2 separate regions of the Capsicum annuum genome follow, and region 1 is linked to region 2. A link is a contact called in public Hi-C data. All regions are on one chromosome and are shown on one strand. Each heading gives the region's core, a stretch centred on a gene start, on an enhancer-like site or on the middle of the called end of the contact. The rest is flanking DNA. Distances are from core to core; before and after follow the strand shown. Region 1 overlaps LOC107858864 (a long non-coding RNA gene). Region 2 has its middle 63 kb from the start of LOC107858860.

Region 1 (6,377 bases), core at 2,713-5,212, 77 kb after region 2:
ATATCACTCCATTTGCATTAACTATGCATGCGCATCTAGGTTGAGTTGAGTCTACTAAATCACGAGAATCAAAGGTCATATGGTCGGTTTCCCTTGAATCAATAATCCAACCATGATTACCTAAATCATTATGAGCCATAGAATTGTTGACACTTGCAGGTGAAGTATTCTCAAGTTGTGATATTAGCGTCAATGATTCAGCTCTTTTTGAGTTATCTCCAGTGTTTTCCAATGATGCTTTATCAACCTCCTTCTTCCTTTTTTTTTTCTGTTCATACCACCATTCTGGAGGCCCATTCAATTGGAAACATATTTCAATTGTATGTTTAGGGTTTCCACAGTGTGTGCAACCACCTCTTCCTTCTTATTGCTTTTGTTTTGATGTGTTATTCTTGCCATTGATCATTAGTTGAAGAGAGACTTGTCATTGAGATCCTTGTCCTGCCCTTGAAATCACAGTTGCACTACTCATGTCCTTATCTTTAGTCAATATTACAGATTGCCTCAGGTCTTCTCGCCGAACAAGTGCATATGCTTCCTCTACAGTAGGAAATAACTTGAGTTGCAATAGATCGCCTCTGATTTTATCAAGTCTGTCATCAAATCCATCAAGAAAAGTATATACTCTATCTTCATATAATATAGAAATATACTTTTCAATGTCAGATTGACATTTCATTGGATTTGGTCGACGAAAATTGATTTCTCTCCACAAGCCTTGAAGATGTTTGAAATACGTCTCAATAGATTCCCCTCCTTGCTTCAAATTCATCACTTTTCTCTTCAAATCATAAACTTAAGAAGTGTCGCCTCCATCAAAATATGTTATGGCAATAGCATCCCAAACTGCTTTTACTGTTGGAAATCGGATGTAATTTCCAATTAACTTGGTATCCATCGAGTTGATTAACCACCATCGAGTTGATTAACCAACTCTTCACCAGTGCATTTTCTGTTCTCTATTTTCTGAATATGGAATTTGTTTCTTCTGGTGGTTGAAGATCTTCATTAATATATCCCAATTTGTCTTTTTCAGATATGTACATCTCTACAACCTGGGACTAAATCGCATAGTTAGTACCATCTAGTTTGATACCCTGTGGAACAACAAGAGCTTCATAGCTTGTTGTAGTTGATGTATTGCCCATTAATGTGATAATTTTGATGTTAGTTCAGAAAACAGGAAACTCTCAAACCCAACACCGGACCTCCCAGTCGTTGGAGTAGTTTCCCTCATAATCTAACTTCTATCCTGCTTCCACTTTTTTTTCAATCTCTCTCTATATTACTTGCCCTTTCTCACGGATTCGAACCATGCTCTAATGCCATGATAAAAATCAAACACAGTAAAAAAATTATTTTTCTATTAACTTCAGTCTATTTCAATGATTACGAGGCTGCAACTTTATACAAAAAGAAAAGAGATCTAAATGGTAAGATTATATACAATAATCAATACAAACACCTAAATGGAAAGATAATCAACATTAATGAAAATAGAATAAAAATAATTTAGGCTCCAATCCCACCAATCACTCATTTTACTTCCTGAATTAGCTCACTGTACAGCTCATTGCAACATAATTAACAACTCAAAATATGTAAAACTATATGTAAAAAATTCGATTGACTCTCTAAATTTCTTAAGTGTCACATAAATTGAGATAGAGAGAGCAACATATATTATTTGAAAATTATGTAAAAATCAAATAAATTACAATAATTAACAACTTAAAATATTTAAAGACCATAAAAAACGTGTATAAATTATAGAGAAAAGGATAAAAAATACTCCTCTACTTTCATAAATTGGCTAAGTTTGCCCCTGGTTAAACTATGGGGTCAACTATGCCCTTGCCGTTACCAAAGTATGCAAATATACCCCTCTTTTTAACTGTTTTCCATGTAGCCTAATAAATGTGTGAGGTGGACACCACGTGGCATGCCAACTTAGTGCCAAATATTTATATTTTTTTCATTTAATTTTTCTTTCTTTCTTCACAATTATTCATTCTATTTATCGTTCCATTTTTTCTCAGTTTTCTATACCATGTTTCACATTGCTTTTTGCCTACTCTGTCGTTATTCTTGTTTTTTTCCATAGTTATTGCTCTAATAGATGCCTTTCCATTGTGGTATAGACGTTGCCTTGCACACCTCAGTTTGATTGCAGAGAGAATAAATCTCATGGCTTCCACCACTACCTCACTCACACTGCGTACTCTCTCACCCCGTTGTCTGCTAAATGCAAACACAAATCCTCCTACAAAGAAGACGTCGATGGCTCTCCCAGGTCGGAGGCAATTAATCTCTCTAGTAGCAGCGACAACAATACTAAAAGCACTGGAAATGCCGTCAAAAGCTGAGGATATTGGCCTCTTTGGATTGCGAAAGAAGCTTAAGAAAGTAGAAGAGGAGGCAGAAGAATTAGTGAAGGAAGGATTCGAGGCAGCAGATAAAGGAATCGTAGCAGCAAAGAAGGGAATCGTAGCAGTAAAGAAGGGAATTGAAGTGGCGGAGAAAGGATTGGTGAATGTTGAGAAGGGGATTGAAGCAGCAGTGGAGAAAATCGAGAGTACCGTGAGTTTTGGTGGGTTAGCACAAGATGGAGTTGTGACTGAAGGTGAATTAGTTGGGAGTTTTGGTTGCTGGAGCTGTTAATGGTATTTTAGGACCTGAATGCAATGTGAAACATGGTATAGAAAACTGAAAAAAAATGGGAACAGTAAATAGAATGAATAATTGTGAAGAAGAAAAGAAAAATTAAATGAAAAAAATATAATAAATATTTGGCGCTGAGTTGACATGCCACGTGACATTCACCTCACGCACTTATTAGCCTACATGAAAAATAGTTAAAAAGAGGGATATATTTACAAACTTTGATAACGGCAGGGGCATAGTTGACCTCATCGTTTAATCAGGGGCAAACTTAGCCAATTTATGAGAGGGATATTTTTGACCCTTTTTCCTAAATTATATATAAAATTTGGTTGACTCTCTAAATTACATTAGTGACATATAAATTCAAATAATGAAACTAACATGTATCGCCTAAAAATTATATAAAAAGTATTGTATATCATTAAAACTTTAAAATATTTAAAGATCGTACAAAAAATTTAATTGACTTTCTAAAATTTATCTATATCATATTAAATTGAAACAGAAAAATAGCATATATTGGGTGCGTGTTTTCAGGGGCTTTGTGTCCAAGTATATATAGTACTAACTTATATATGTCGGTGATGCTTCCAAATCAAGGTGTGACAATAGATTAAAAAAAGGAAATGAATTAGTTAATAATTGTAATGAATAAAATATGAGCTAACTGTTTAGATGCAAACTCACGACCAGCCCCACCTCCAAAGGATGACTCCATTTTAAAATTGCTAGAAAGGGAATTGTAGGTTTCTTTTTCTTTACTAATCTATTGAAGGAAGATTATTCTGTTTTACTGGACGTTTGAACTTAGGAATTGGGATGTCTATGCGTAGAATGCCTTCTTGATTCTAGTAGCTATTTTATAACGCGTCTTCCCTTTTTAATAGTTCCTTCTTTTCAATTGTTTATCTAATTTTACTTCCTTCCTTTCAATTATTTATCTAATTTTAACTTGAAACGATATTTTAAGAAAATTTTAAAATTTTATAATATTAAACTAAATATATATAAAATATATCAAAATATATTTAATCATTTAATCTTAAATATATCATTTAAAAAAATAAAATTAAAAGTTATCAAAAAAAGATACAAAAAATATTCCTTTTAAAAAGTTTTGTCGGAGGGAGTAATAAAATAATGGCATGCATATCAGGGAGGGACGTATTATTAAAAGCAAATGACTTTCCTATTAGTGCTCAGAATTATCACTTCATCTTCACTGATCATCGACTTCATCGGTCCTAAAACCTTAGTTTTGTTCTTTCCAATTCATAATGAATCAAAAGGATCAACATAAATGGGAACTGCCATATATTGGCGATTCCGTATCCAGGGAGGGGCCACATCAATCCTTTGATGAATCTATGCAAGCTCATTGCTACAACCACACCAAATCTTCAACTGGTGATCACTTTTATTGTAACCGAAGAGTGGTTCAGCTTTTTGAAATCAGAGCCAAAATCAGATAATATCCAATTTCGTACTATCCCAAATGTAATTCCATCAGAAAAGGATCGAAGCAGAGATTTATTGGGCTTTGTAGAAGCCGTGTTTACTAAGATGAAAGCTCTTGTTGATAGTATACTTTAACAGACTGCAAAAGCCCAATGTGATTATAGCTGATTCGTTATTGCCGTGGGTAGTCCATATTCGAGAGCGGAGGAATATTCCGATGGCTTCATTTTGGACCATGTCTGCCACTATTTTTTCCATCCTTTATCACACCACCAATTGTTTGTTGCTAAAGGACATTTTGAAGCCGATTTGAAAGGTACTACTTGTCTTTTTTCTTTTTGGCTACAATTTGCAGTTTTAGTTGTTCATAAGATTTTTGGAATAAGAATATTAATATCTTGATAAAAATTAGAATTAACTTTATCTCGTTAATGTGAGGTGTTAGTAGCTAATTTTGTGATTACGTTACACCACTATTTATACTAAAATAGTGATAAAAAATTATCCGATCTCATATACCGAACAACCACTTAATAGTTTGATATGAGTAGAAACATACTCTGGTAAGTAATATTTTGAATTTACGTGCTCTCGTGACTAAAAGAGACAAGAATACTATTTTTGATTAATTATTTATACATATTAAACATATTTGTAGCAAACATATAACCCAGTTTGATTTTAACCAAAACAAACATGAAATTTATGAAATACTAGCTTTCAGAGGTTGTCGCCTAAAGCAAAATGCGATCATTTTGGACTCTGACTAAATTTTGAACATTCTTCTGAGTACCGAAGGGCAAACAGGAGTTCCAGCTGTCGGCAAAGTCAAAGATTGTAAAAATATGGAAGGATTAAATTTGCTCAGATATCACACATGGAGAGACAATTTCGTTCATTTCAAGATAACTTTATTTTTTGGTAAACCAGAAGATATATTAAGTAGTGAAAAGGTACAAAAGGTGGGGGAGGGGATCTTAGTCTGGCTCCAGTTCAAAGATAGGGGGTGTACGCCCATTCAAGTTGGAGTTACAAGTTTTTCTATAAAAATTTTTCCCACATTTATCGTCCTAAACTGCATGGACTACAAAAGGAGGGGCGGTGGGGGGAACAAAAATTCTGCATTTTCCAGCAAAAGCTTGCTTGGCTCCTTCCTTTGCAAGGATGTCAGCAACCCTATTCTCCTCCCTGTAATTGTGGCAAACGGTAGGACCTTCTAGCCTTCGGAGTAGTGACCTGCAAAGATGGATAATAGGGTTAAAAAGTGAATTCCTATGTTGAAGCATATTAATTATAACCTCAGAGTCATTGTTGATAATAATGGGCCGCAGATTTGGATCTACAGTGAGTTGCAACCCTTGTTTGAGAGTCATGTTTGAAGCTTGACCTAAACTTTGAGTAAACCTAAGCATCCAATCTCCATTAAAGTTATGAATTACACCCTCAATGCCACCCTTACCCGGGTTGCCCAGACTAAAACCATCAATGTTTAATTTATAAGTATTTTTAGGAGGGGGTCCAAGTTAGCATAATCGATCTACTAATTTTGGGGACAAAGGGGGATTAAGATGGTAAAATTCAACAGCTTCAGAGTAGGCAACTTTGAAAGAGGGGGGAGAGGATTGTTATCAAAGACATTATTATTCCTAGATTTCCAAATAGTCCAAATGCAAAAGGTAGGGAGGGTAGCCTAATTAACGGACGTATCAAAGTTAGTACCCTTAAGAAGGGACCAAGTTCTCTCCCAGTTAGGAGGATAGAAAAGCTGAATGTTTAAATCCATACTGTATCTATAATGGTGGGTGAGGTTGTCCCAAAACTGGGTAGCATAGGGACATGAGAAGAAAAAATGGGTCACATCCTTAATGAGGTGGTGGCACATGTGGCAGTAGGGAGGAATATTGATTCTCCTATAGGCTAAAGTAGCCTTGATAAGGAGACTTTTATGGTGAAACATCCAGAGAAAGAACTTAATCTTATTAAGGATGTGACGCTTTCAAATCCAACCTAAAGGAAGGTGCTGATGGATGGAGTTGGTTCTTTGAGTAGCCAAGAACTGGTAGGCACTCTTGCAAAAGAAGAGACTATTACTAGTTAGGAGCCAGGGGGTTATCAACTTTGGCTTACAGATTGGGGAAAAGCTGGGCCCAAGTTCTCTCCCAGTTAGAAAGATTGAAAAGTTGTATGTTTAAATTCATACTACATCTATAATGGTGGGTGAGGTTGTCCTAAAATTGGGCAGCATGGGGCCAGGA
Region 2 (6,565 bases), core at 3,674-6,173:
AGTGAATAGACATGCATTTTCAGGAAGAGTCACACACCTCTATTATGAACCAATACCACCTTTTCAAAGGGGCATCTAGTGGCTATATAAACCTGGTTTCATCCACAGGTTTATGACATAGAAAACATAGAAATTTTCAGATTACAAAACATTCTTTTTGTCTTAAAATACTCTTAAGTGTGATCATTCAAACCGTGAGTGTGTTCGAAGAATTCGCCTATTTGAGGTACTGCTATAGTCGGATTGAAGGCCATTTTGTCCTGGGAGGAAGAATCCATAACCTCGGGTACAGTGAGGGGAATTATTCCTTAAGGAAAGTCCGTGAATTCGGACGACTTGGCCTTAATCGTTTCTGTTTCATCTTTATTTTCTGAAAAATAAATACACCTCTTGGAAAGGTCTTTTTTGATCTTGTGTTGAGAGCGTTTAATACTTCATTGTGTTCTTGTTCATACTTGAACTCAAGTTGAAGTTATTGTTCTGTGATACAGATTCTACGTACCCGTATTGTGGAAAATAACAAGAGGTATAATGTGTTAGTTGCTACTGATGTTGCTAGTCGTGGGATTGATATACCTGGTGTGGCACATGTGATCAACTACGATATGCCAAACAACATTGAAGCATACACCCATCGTATTGGACGTACAGGACGTGCAGGAAAAACAGGTGTAGCCACAACATTCTTGACCATGCAGGATACTGAAGTCTTTTATGATCTTAAACAAATGCTCACACAAAGCAACAGTCCTGTTCCCCCAGAACTTGCCAGGCACGAGGCTTCGAAGTTTAAGCCAGAAGTGTTCCTAACAGACCACCTAGGCCAAATGATATTAAATTTGTTCATTAAAATTGGAATTCATGCATATTTTATCATAGATGCTGTGAGTAAAGAGTTTATATATGGTATCTGCTGAAAGATGGAGCTAGGTAGGGATGATGGAGTTGGTAGATATGGAGGAGGATTCTTACATAGTGGCAGTGGTAAACACATAACCAGTTATTTTTATAAATATTTTACATTCTATTATTAATAGCTTATATGTTGTTAATTTTCCTGAAGGCATTGCCACTTGGATTGCCGGCAACTGAGCTCTATACTTGAGGTCTTTCTGTGAACATCTACTCTCTTGTTTGTTATATTTCCTTAAACATTGCCGTATCTTTTGATACTGTCTGCATAGTTTTGGGTTTCCTTATATTACTGTTATACTTTACTCTTAGGTACTGTGCGCTTAGTTTTGATTGTGATTATATGACAATAACAACATACCCAGTGTAATCCCACAATGTGGGGTCTGGGGAGGATAGTGTTCACGCAGACCTTACCCCTACCTTGGAAGGTAGAAAGGCTGTTTCTGCATAGATCCTCGGCTCAAGGAAAACTGATTGTGATTTTATGATGCTGAGAGTTTCACTGTGCTGGTAAGAATTTTCTTTACCTAGTGTTCTCCTAAACTTTTTTTACTAAAAAAAAAAAAGGAACAGATCAATGGTAGTTTACCTCAGTAAGCCATGGCACTCCACTAGGGTGGGGTGGGGTGGTTTGCAGGACCATTCATATGTAACGATCAACGGGACGAAGCAAAGCATTCAGCTTGAGGCTTCATGCATAGAAAATGTGGATTTAGTTATATGAGATCTGCTTGCATTGCGCACTTACCACGTAGAAGATATGCATTACTCACTTGATGGTGAAACTTATCAAGTATAATTATCTTTTTTTATATGAAGGCAATCTGAGGCCCATTGTAACATTGGTACTTGTAGCATTGATTATATTGCCACTATGTAAATAAGTGAATGATTTTATGACCACTAGCCCCTTCCCTAAATTTGAGTGCTAGTAAATATGAACATCTGTATTTAAATTTTAAGTCCATGCAGAATTCGAAAGCTTTTGAAGTAAGCCGGAGATTCAGGTTTTGGAATTTGCTTCGGTATCCTAGTTATCAACTGGAATACTTTATCAAGATTTAATATTATATGATTTGTACTGATTGAACTATTTGAGACCTAAGTCTTAAAAGAATCTAGATTATGAAACTTTTTCCTTCACTGCGCTCCTTTGAAAAGCTTATTTACTGGAGTGATTTTCTTCCTGTTCGCAACAACAGAGATAAGTTCCTACTTTGTATCCTTGAAAATTCTTAAAAAATAGAGAGAGGAAAAGAAGGAAGTGGTGTAAAAAGTAAGAAAATGGTGGAGAATTACATCTGTGGTAAAACTTGTAAGACACTAGATAAAGGTCTTGAGGCAACAAACTCGAGTTGCCGGCTCTTGTTGGAATTTCGGAAAATTGGAGAAGATGAGTTGCATTACACTAACAGAATGGGGGGAAAACATGGCAATAGGTTGATGTGTGTATTTGTATGCATGTGTATATAATATTCCAGATTTAGAATTTTGATCAGCTTCATTTGAAGATGTAGAAATATTTCTAAATAGAGATCAATGACTAAGCAAAGTAATGAGCAGAAAGGCTAGGGTCACCTAAGGGTGTGGCTAATGGTCAATGAAGTGGGAGGAGAACCATGCCTGGTGGACAGAGTTACCCGACAACCGTACTGGTGGAATGGTGTGTGTGTGTGCCAGCTGGTACAAACACTGCCGTCATAAAAATGAAAAAAGGGGATATATACACCGATGGAATAAATACCCATGGCCTGGCTATAATTATATAGAAAATCACTGTGGTGTACCAAGTGTTAGTTCCATGCAGGTAGACTGTCTTTAGGGATTTAGTGAGAAGTTTAGGTTCAGAATATTGAAGAAAATGGATCGTCCTAGAAAAACAACACGCTTCTCATGATGTCATCAAGTAGTTAAGACTAGTTTTTATCCTTTTCTAAGTTGGGAGGATTTGAGAGTTGTTGCATGCTTTCTTGACTATGAGCATTATGTGTGTTTATATAATCAAAATGAGTCTTCTAATTTAAGGAGAATTTTATCTAGAAGTACTTGTTCAAAGTGGTTGTTTTACACAGATGCATCACAAGGCTAAATAAAGAGTTTGCAAGGCTGGTCAGTCCAGCCTAAGAATGGGTTGCAAGTCCAGTAGGCTCGAGTGATTGCAGGACATGCTTTAGTCTTTTGTTTTGGTCCAACTTCCAAATGATCTATAGTTTTCAGCTTATTTCATTCTATCAATACAACAAGGCCCTTGAGCAGCTTGTAAAGATGGAAATGACTTTTGAGCCAACAGTATTAGTGCATCAGGTGTGTACATACAATTCCCCGTAATAATCATAGAGAGGGATGTCACTGTTGCAGGATGCACCGCCAAATACGCTTGGGAGAGAGAACAGCCATCCTTTTTAATGGTCATATTTGGAGTCACTATTCCTTATGCACCACAGGTGAACTACTTATTTTAACTGGACAGTACCTGGGGAAACATCGGATTATGCATGAGAAATGTGGTTTTACATGGTTGAATTAGTTTTAGGGAGGAAGGAGAAGATGTTGGCACATGTAAAACCTAACTTCTGCTTCCATATTATTATATAATGTGAAATGCAGGTAAAATCTACTTATTGCACTTAGTTACTGTCGAAGTACCTTCTCGTTGTAATAAAGAAAAACAATGTGACATTGGGTTAATATCTTGTGTATGATTATGCAGCAAAGATTGGAGCTTGGGATTGATATCCTGTAGAATATACACAATTAAAGGAACAGGCATGAACTTCTTTAGCTCCTCAGAGTTGTCCAAAATACTTTTTAATAACATTACATTTATGCTCTTTAATAACATTTTTTTGGGTCGGGGGTCTATCGGAAACAACCTCTCTACTTCATCTGAGGTAGTGGTAGTGGTATGGACTGCGTACACTTTACCCTCCCCAAACCCCACTTTGTAGGAATACACTGGTTTGCAATGTTTCTATCTTTATGTATGTGAGCATTCTGACACCGTGCATATATGATTGCTAGCTAGGTTGGCCTTGTAAATAATTCTTGTTTACTCTTAAATGTTACTTCATTGTAAAAAACAATTCTTGTTTGCTCTTTGTATTGGGAATTGGTGGTGGTGTTGCTGTAAACAAATGTTGGATAATCTTTGTTGATTTGCTTCTTATGTGAATCATGTTTGTGATTTTCTAGTATGTTCTATATCCTCTTATTGGCGCTAGTAGACTTGTGCTTTCTTGCAGGCTTCCACTGGGATTTTTATATTGGCTGTTGGAAGAGGTACTCTTTTGTCTATTACTTGGTTTTTAAGAATGAAGCAACATGGTTGGATTTAATGATAACATGCTCTGGTAATGTAAATAATAGTCATGGGTCACGTCACTTGCTTTTATTTTGATGAATGTATAAAAAATGTTAAATCTCTTTGCTGTAGAACTTTTAAGATTCTGTAATAGGTTTTATTATCTTATTCAAAAACTAAAGGCAATCCGGGTGGAAATCTGCATCTGTTAGAGAGGAACTCTTCTTTTGCGTCACTAAAAGCAAATTATATTTGGTTCTGATTAATGGACCGATTAACTGATCTGGCATTATATTTAGGCCCTTGTAGTGACAGTTTCATTTGCCATCTTACTTTATTTAGTGCCTGTCATGCATTATTCTATTCTAGTTGTGATAGAACGGAACTTAAGCTTTAGAAAGTTCAACTTCAGAAGCGGAGATAAATACTGCATCCGCAACCATCATGTGAAAGTCGGTGACTGAGAGAACATTTTAGCATGACAATACTGTTTCAACAATTTTTAGGTTGCAATAATTGATCAAACTTAGTGAGAATACAGGCTACAGCCCATTTCTCTTGCTCGGCCATACACGGAGGGAGGAGGTACTCCTTTACTCCTGTATTTACTTTTTGCTCAGACTTGACATAAGAAATACTACTTATTAGTTGCCTATACTACTAATTACCCTGTCAAGGTCCTGTAGCATGCAATGAACCACATTAATGTACTCTCTTTTAAACATTTTTCCATTTAGAGTGACAACCCCAAGTCTGAAGTGCAAAATGAGAAAAGAGGAGGTTGATGGCACATAACTATATGTTTAGAGCAGAATGGTTTGAGTGTAATTCGATGCAGTTTTACTTGCAACAAGTTTCTGTTTTTAATGCACTGCTCTCGGTTTGCTTTGTACAGCATCATATCTGGTACCAATTGGAGGTGCTTTTAAGGCATCTAGTTTAGCTTTCTTGTCCACTTCACCAATCGCTTTGAAGTTAAAAGCTAGCCTCCAACGAAATAATTCCATTTGTACATCTTTTAGTGGATTGCCCTCATATGTCAATCGTTGAGGATGAACTCTTTATCTGAAACATTTTTAGGACCGACATGCTACTACAACAACAACAGGCCCAGTGTATTCCCACAGAGTGGGGTCTGGGGAGGGTAAAATGTACGCAGTCCATACCGCTACCTCCGAGGAATTAGAGAGGTTGTTTCTGATAGACCCCGGGCTCAAGATATAGAATAATATACCAAGGTAGCATAACAAAAATCAAAGGTAAGAAATAGTAACACTAGATATCCAAGAAAAGGAAATAAGAGAAAAAAGAACAAACAAAATAAGAAATAAGAAAAATGAATACCCATGTAGTAGTAACACACACTCACCGACCAAAGACACCTACCACACCCAACTCTCCTAACACCTAACCATAACCGACCCACTCACACTAGCCTTCTACCCTAATCCGTGACCTCCACACCTTCCTGTCTTGGGTTATGTCCTCAGTAAGCTAAAACAACTCCATGTCATGCCTAATCACCTCCCTCCAGTATTTCTTTGGTCTACCTCTACTCCTCCTGAAGCCATCCAAAGCTAACCTTTCACACCGCCGAACTGGGGCATCTGTGCCCCTCCTCATCACATGTCCAAACCATCTCAACCTTCCTTCTCGTATCTTATCCTCCACCGAAGCCACTCTCACCTTCTCTCGGATAGTCTCATTCCGAACTTTATCCCCTCTAGTCAGGCCACACATCCAACGCAACATTCTCATTTCCGCCACCTTCAATCTTTGAATATGTGAGTTCTTGACTGACCAACACTCCGCTCCATACAACATGGCCGGACGGACTGCCACTCTGTAGAATTTGCCTTTAAGTTTAAGGGGCACCTTCTTATCACACAACACTCCCGGCCGACGTGCTACTATATATTATATATATCAAGAAGCTGAACTTCTTATGTAATGCTTTTCTACTTTATGTAAAATGTGATGACCTCTCATCAATCTTTTTGTCATAGCTAACATGTGTCATCTTAATGTTTAGATCGTCGGATGGGAGTAAACTATGGAAACAAGCAATGAAACAGAAAATAAAACGTACATTTTCAGTAGGTGGAGACGAAGTCAACTGTGAACTGTTTTGCTATGCATAACTGGTAAGGACTCATCAACCATTTTTATTTAGTTTTAAGCCATTTTACCTCAACTCAACACATAAATCTATCAACTAAGAATGTAAGACGATGCCTTTCCAGTTGTTTTGCCATTGATATGTTGGTCTCCGCTTTGGGCCAAGTTTACACGGTTTTTCCCCAAAGTCTTCATACCATTGAGAGATCCTACATTTTATATGTAGTTGCT

Evidence for each region. Hi-C and Micro-C count contacts between places; a contact is called where the count stands out from the background.
Region 1: a Hi-C map of leaf shows a contact between it and region 2, with 3 times the contacts expected there. The contact joins two enhancer-like sites. A contact is called at or near these places in 2 of 5 Hi-C or Micro-C datasets (bud and leaf).

The regions. Positions count from the first base shown.
Region 1 is chr2:103,926,254-103,932,630 of UCD10Xv1.1, forward strand. It overlaps LOC107858864 (a long non-coding RNA gene), which reads right to left. Exons shown (of 2, transcript XR_001671261.2): 2 at 5,012-5,358. Among protein-coding and RNA genes, the nearest start is that of LOC107858864, 13 kb to the right of the region's middle. Within about 2 kb of position 3,963, at least 4 of the 5 cell types and tissues checked have an H3K27ac peak or open chromatin away from gene starts, as enhancers often do. A contact at or near this core is called in leaf, where this site is marked.
Region 2 is chr2:103,848,583-103,855,147 of UCD10Xv1.1, forward strand. It overlaps the pseudogene LOC107858861. Among protein-coding and RNA genes, the nearest start is that of LOC107858860, 63 kb to the left of the region's middle. Within about 2 kb of position 4,924, at least 2 of the 5 cell types and tissues checked have an H3K27ac peak or open chromatin away from gene starts, as enhancers often do. A contact at or near this core is called in leaf, where this site is marked.